Linked DNA regions of Mus musculus: region 2 is linked to region 1. The links are chromatin contacts, called in public HiChIP or PLAC-seq maps. All regions are on one chromosome and are shown on one strand. Each heading gives the region's core, a stretch centred on a gene start, on an enhancer-like site or on the middle of the called end of the contact. The rest is flanking DNA. Distances are from core to core; before and after follow the strand shown.

Region 1 (2,908 bases), core at 155-2,654:
GGGTATACCACTCCTGGGCTGGTGGCCCCGGGTACTATAAGAAAATAGTTTGACCACGCCACGAGAGGCCTGTGAGCAGCACTCTTCCATGGCCTCTGCATCAGCTCCTGCCTCCAGGTGCCAGTCACGTTTGAGTTCCTGCCCTGACTTTCCTCAGTGGATTGTGATTCAGGCTATGTAAGCCAAATAAACCCTTCTCTTCCTAACTTGCTTTTGGTCGTAGTGGTTCATCACAGCAATAGTGACCCTAACTGAAGCACCTGGCTTTTTTTTGCCCTCGAACTCACTCTGTAGACCAGGCTGGCCTCAAGCACACAGAGAAATCTGCCTGCTTCTATCTCTTGCATTGGGGTATTAAAAGTCAGTGCCACCACACCCAGCCTTATTTGGCTTTTTGATACAGGGTCTTGTGTAGTCCAGGCTAGCCTCCAACTTAACACTGTAGCCAAGAATGACCTTGAATCCTGGTCCCTCTCTCTGCACCCTTAGAGTGCCAGCATTAGAAAAGCATGTGTCACGGTGCCCTGTTTATGAGGTAGCTGATCCAACCCTGGCGCACCCTCCCAACTTTGTCCCCAGACATCTTCCTGTATTTGGAATGTCCAGAATCCCAGCCCCTCACCTGGAGTTCATCCTCCAGCACCACCATCTGCCGGTCTTTGTCCACTTTCACTGGGGAGGGATAGAACACAGATTACAGACCCCTCGCCATTCCAGGGGACACCAGCCCAGACTTCCCTGCCTTGCTGTTCCCCCCCCCCCGACAGCCCCCCCCCCCGTGCCACCCTTGAGAGGGCAGAGGTCACTGACTTATGATGGCGGCATTGTTGGTCTCTTTTCGGAAACGAAATTTCCTCAATGTTTCCTTTAGCTCCGGGTCCACTTCACACACCACCAGGGAGTCCGACTGCCAATGGGACAGGGAAGAGCTGAGCCGGCTTAGCTTCTAACCTGGCCCCTTTCCTGACCCAAGTATCTTCGTAAGTCAATGAAGACGCTGAAACTAGCCTAGATGAGTGGCCTTTGGCAAACACCTGGATAGGGAGGCAGTTACTAAGACACACAGTTCAGCTCCGAGGGACACACAGGGGCCAGGTACCACCTTCCTGGAGGATTCCCTTGGATTACTCCAAAAGACCTAAGCATCTGCTTGCCTGAGGCCTCTACCTCTACGACCAAGCTTTGTCAAGACTGGGTCCCTTCCCTTCCTGCCTGTGACCTTCATCCCCCATCTGACCTCCATCCAGGTCACCCTGAACTCGGCCCCCTCACCCTTCCTTGTCACCCAGGCCCTCTGACCATGTTTTTCTGTCCTTAGGCCTCTTCTCAGTTCCTCTGTCTTCTAGGGGTGGGGACCCCAGGCTGAGAGGGATGGGCTATGAAAGGGGGAAGCTTTCCTCTAACACCACATCCTGTTTATGCCTAGCCTAGGACAACTGTCACAAAGGGCTCCTCCCCTTCCTTCCTTCCCTGCATCTGTCAGAACCTGTGAGGCTTTTCAGTCACTAAGATGGGGGTTCGAATACTGCCTCACTGTGGCCCTAGTTAAATTTGCAACTCTGGTCTGGGATTGCTGTGAAGAGAAAAAAACTTCACCTATCTCCCAGATAGAGATGCCTAAAAAGAGGAAATAAGTCTGGTACTGTGGAAAACACGTTTATTCTTTATTTTCTTGTTTTTTCAAGACAGGGTCTCTCTGTATAGGTCCTCTCTTATAGACCAGGCTGGCGTTGAACTCAAAGATCAGCCCGTCTCTGTCTCCCAAGTGCTGGGATTAAAGTTTGCTGTCACCCACTGCTAAATTCAACCATTCTACTAACTCCATTCTCCCAGGTCCCACTGCCTCTAGAGCAGTGACAGGCTACATAGAGAAACCCTGTCTCAAAAATTAATAAATGCTACCATGAAAATGGTGGCCTATTGTTGGAGTGATGTTTTTGTATACTGTGTCAAGATGTGTCTCTGTCCTTCCTTGCCTACCTCAGGTGTCCTCTGATAGGTTAAAATAAAAAGCCTATGGCCTATAGCAAAAGGCAGAAGAGCAAGGTGGGACTTCTGGACAGAGAAAGCAACTCTGGAAAAGAATCAATCGTGGTAGACATGGAGGAAATGGACTGTATGAAACCGAGGAGAGGTAACAAGTCACATAGCAGAACTTAGATTAGTATAAATGGAATAATTGAGTTACAAGCTATTTGGGAACACGCCTAGCTTAAGGCCAAAGCTATTAAATAAATATAATGGTCTCTGTGTTATTTGGGAGCAAGGGTAGGCATAGAAAAGGCCCAAACAGTTACAGCTTATTATATGTATATATATATGTGTGTGTAATACATGTGTGTGTAATAAGTATGTATATGTAATAAGTATATATATGTAATATGTATGTTTATATATACATCTATATACTATTATATATGTGTATATAATATAATTATAAATATATAACTAAATATATTTAATTAAATCTATACAATTCAAATATAATTTTTTTTTAATTTTTAAATTTTTAAAATTTATTTTATTTATGTGAGTATACTGTAGCTGTCTTCAAACACACCAGAAGAGGGCATCAGATCTTATTATAGGTGGCTGTGAGCCACCATGTGGTTGCTGGGAATTGAACTCAGGACCTCTGAAAGAGCAGTCAGTGCTCTTAACTGCTGAGCCATCTCTCCAGCCCCCAATTTAAATATAATTGCAATGTTTATTAATTATATAACATAATACATAATATACATTGATAGATATAGATATCTTCCAGCAGTCAGGATTGCCAAGTCTGAGGCCAACCTAGGTGACAACAGTGAACTCCAGAAGAGCCAGTGTTACACAGAGACACTGCATACCAAAAGACCAAAATAGGGCCGGTGAGGTGGCTCAGAAGGTAAAGGTACTTGCTACCAAG
Region 2 (2,908 bases), core at 290-2,789, 600 kb before region 1:
GTCTTTCTCTCTATGCTTGTTTCTCTCTGTGTGTGTGTCTTTGTCCCATGTCGCTGTACTTCTGTCCGTCTCTGTCTCTTTTTCCTCTTTTCTCCTGCTTCCTCCTCCCATCCTGTTGGCTGCCCCAGTCATCAATCGCCAAAACGGTAATTCCCCCGCCATCCATTGCTGTGCTGCGCCCACCTTACCCCCTTCTAACCCCTGATACCCCCTGGGGCTGAGGATCTGGGACAGTCAGGGAGGTCAGAGCGGTGGCCCCTTCAGTGGATCCCATAGGGAAGGTTCCCCGAGTTCAGAGGTGGGTGACATAAGTTTTATTTAACGTAAGCCTCAGTTTCCCCCATATGAAACACAGAAGTTTGAAAAGACAGTCAAGGTCCCCTTTCAGCTGGATATTTTGGGGGCTTCCAGACCCAGATTCCCAGTCCAAGGTGGGATGAGCCCTCCCCCGTTCCCACCCTCTCTGCGCTGTGCGACCCAAACCTAGTCTGGTGGTCCTTGTTGGAGGCAACCACTCTGATTGGTGCCGCGCGTGCCCTCTGCGCCTGCTCTGATTGGCCCATTCCCAATCTAGCCTTACAGCGCACCGTGATTGGTTTCTTTCAGATGTCTATTCTGATTGGACCATGTTGACACACCTCTATTTTTCCCTGGTTGGCTGCTTTTGAAGCTTTGGGGCCAGTTGGTTGGCTTTCAATCCCTGTCTCTTCCCAGCCCAGCCCTCCCCTGCCCAGAGCCTTGTGTGCAAGTGACCCCAACCCCTATAATCCATTAACCCCTGCAGCCTGGAGTCTGGCTCAGGGTTATACCAGCTGCTAAATGTCTGCTGGGTCACTCCTAGATGTCACACAAGTGGTGACATCGGAGAGACACTGATGTGAAAAGACACTTGAGGCCCTAGCTTCGTGAGCCAATGAGGAGGCCAGCTCCTCAGGCCTCCATCTACAGAGCTCACAGGCTGGTGTCTTGGATGCCGGTGGCCCTCACAGTGTCTTTGAAGTGTTGCTTGCTCCTTCCAGCCCACCCCCCCCCCCGTTACGTTGTGCATGCTTGTGCAGTGTGCATGGGTTGTGTGCATGTGTGTGCTGTGTCCTGGCACATCTGACCCCTCCCGGCTCCCCTTCTTCCCACCCAGGAGAGAAAGTCATGGCGGATGACGAGTTCACACAGGACCTGTTCCGCTTCCTGCAGCTGCTCTGCGAGGGGCACAACAATGGTGAGAAGGAGGGTGGGCGGGGTGGGGGCGGAGCTTCCAAAAGTCACCCAAATTACTCCAATCCCTCCTCTTATCGGCAGCAATGACTTCTCTAGCCCTGCAGACCTCATCCAGCCTTCGGCTCTACTATGGGGATCAGGGGCCCAAGGCCATCTTAGTTACATAGGTAGTGTGAAGCCACAGGAGACCCAAATAACAAATAACAATCACAAGTTTCTCTGGCTTCTGAAATTTCTGGAAGCAAACCACTTAGCTTCACTTTCACTTCCTCTGGCCAGTCCAACTAACTCCCCAAAGGCAGTCTGCCAAAATCCAGTTTGGCCAGTTTCCCCAGATAGGCAATTCGTCACACTCGGCTTTCCCACGGGCATTTGGCAGCCCTAAAGCATCTCTAAAGGATGGACGCCAGAGTCCACAGACGTACCAATTGCTCGGCGCTTAAAAGTGAATATATTTGATTTATTCATTTGTTTATCACAGAGAACATTTTCCCAGGAGATGTACGGATCCTCTCGTAGCAGAAGTGAGAAATTTCGCAGGCTCTGCCTTCATTGTGCCAATTTAACAAAATCCAGTGTGACGCAGCCCACTCGTTAAACTCTGTGCGGCTCGAACAGCTTATGCTGAAGGGACAGTTAAGCCGGGCGTGGTGGCAGAGGCCTGCAGTCCCTGTGCTGAGATACTCTGGCAGGACGAGTCCAAGCCGCCTGGCTGCCCAGGGAGCCCAGAAACCAAGAGCAGCCTAAAGCCTAACCAACCTTCCCTGCAAGCTGTTTCCCATGACAAGCGAGTGCCACAAGGTGGTGTTTACAATGTTCACAGTACATAGAAAGCCACAAACCACCCAGAGGGAAAGTGTGTGTGTGTGTGTGTGTCTGTCTGTCTGTCTGTCTGTCTGTCTGCCTGCCTTTGTGTGTGTGTCTGTGAGAGGTTTCTGTGTATCTATGACACTGTGTGATGTGTGTTTGTGTCTGACTGTCTGATTGTGTAATGTGTGTGACTGTGTGATCTGTGTGTGTGTGCCTGTGATGTGTGTATGACTGTGTGATGTGTGTGACTGTGTGATCTGTGTGACTGTAATGTGTGTATGACTGTGTGATGTGTGTGACTGTAATGTGTGTATGACTGTGTGATGTGTGTGACTGTGTGACTGTGATGCGTGTGACTGTGATGCGTGTGACTGTGATGCGTGTGACTGTGATGCGTGTGACTGTGATGCGTGTGACTGTGATGCGTGTGACTGTGATGCGTGTGACTGTGATGCGTGTGACTGTGATCTGTGTGACTGTGTGATCTGTGTGACTGTGATGCGTGTGACTGTGATGCGTGTGACTGTGATGCGTGTGACTGTGATGCGTGTGACTGTGATGTGTGTGACTGTGATGTGTGTGACTGTGATGCGTGTGACTGTGATGTGTGTGACTGTGATGTGTGTGACTGTGATGCGTGTGACTGTGATGCGTGTGACTGTCATGCATCAAGTGTCTTCTGTTGTTACTCTCTGCCTTATAGTCTTGAAACAGGATTTCTCACTGAACAAGAAGTGTCCCCTGCCATATATACACACCTTTACCACTTAGACCTGCTGAACCAAGGATCTGCCAGTCTCTTCAGCTACATACTAAATTCAAGGCTAGCCTGGGCTACATGATAGCCTGTCTCAAAGAGCAAGACAAAGCAAAATAAAACAAA

What was found. HiChIP or PLAC-seq counts read pairs in DNA pulled down with a chosen protein or histone mark.
Region 2: an H3K4me3 HiChIP or PLAC-seq map of bone marrow-derived macrophages shows a contact between it and region 1, with 5 times the contacts expected there. The contact joins the enhancer-like site here to the promoter of Gmfg in region 1. A contact is called at or near these places in 1 of 39 promoter capture datasets (hippocampal neurons), 1 of 15 datasets of contacts at CTCF or cohesin (the NIH/3T3 cell line), 3 of 484 Hi-C or Micro-C datasets (cortical neurons, palatal mesenchyme and pro-B cells) and 3 of 115 datasets of contacts at active chromatin or transcription factors (the 230-238 cell line, bone marrow-derived macrophages and stem cell-derived neural progenitor cells).

Annotation. Positions count from the first base shown.
Region 1 is chr7:28,439,433-28,442,340 of GRCm38.p6, reverse strand. Gmfg (glia maturation factor, gamma) reads right to left here and starts at 1,404. Exons shown (of 7, transcript NM_001039192.2): 1 at 1,300-1,404; 2 at 811-907; 3 at 623-672. The coding sequence starts at 1,302.
Region 2 is chr7:29,042,157-29,045,064 of GRCm38.p6, reverse strand. It overlaps Ryr1 (ryanodine receptor 1, skeletal muscle), which reads left to right. Exons shown (of 106, transcript NM_009109.2): 83 at 129-146; 84 at 1,136-1,216. Among named protein-coding and RNA genes, the nearest start is that of Gm38979, 14 kb to the right of the region's middle. Within about 2 kb of position 1,539, at least 67 of the 459 cell types and tissues checked have an H3K27ac peak or open chromatin away from gene starts, as enhancers often do. A contact at or near this core is called in bone marrow-derived macrophages, where this site is marked.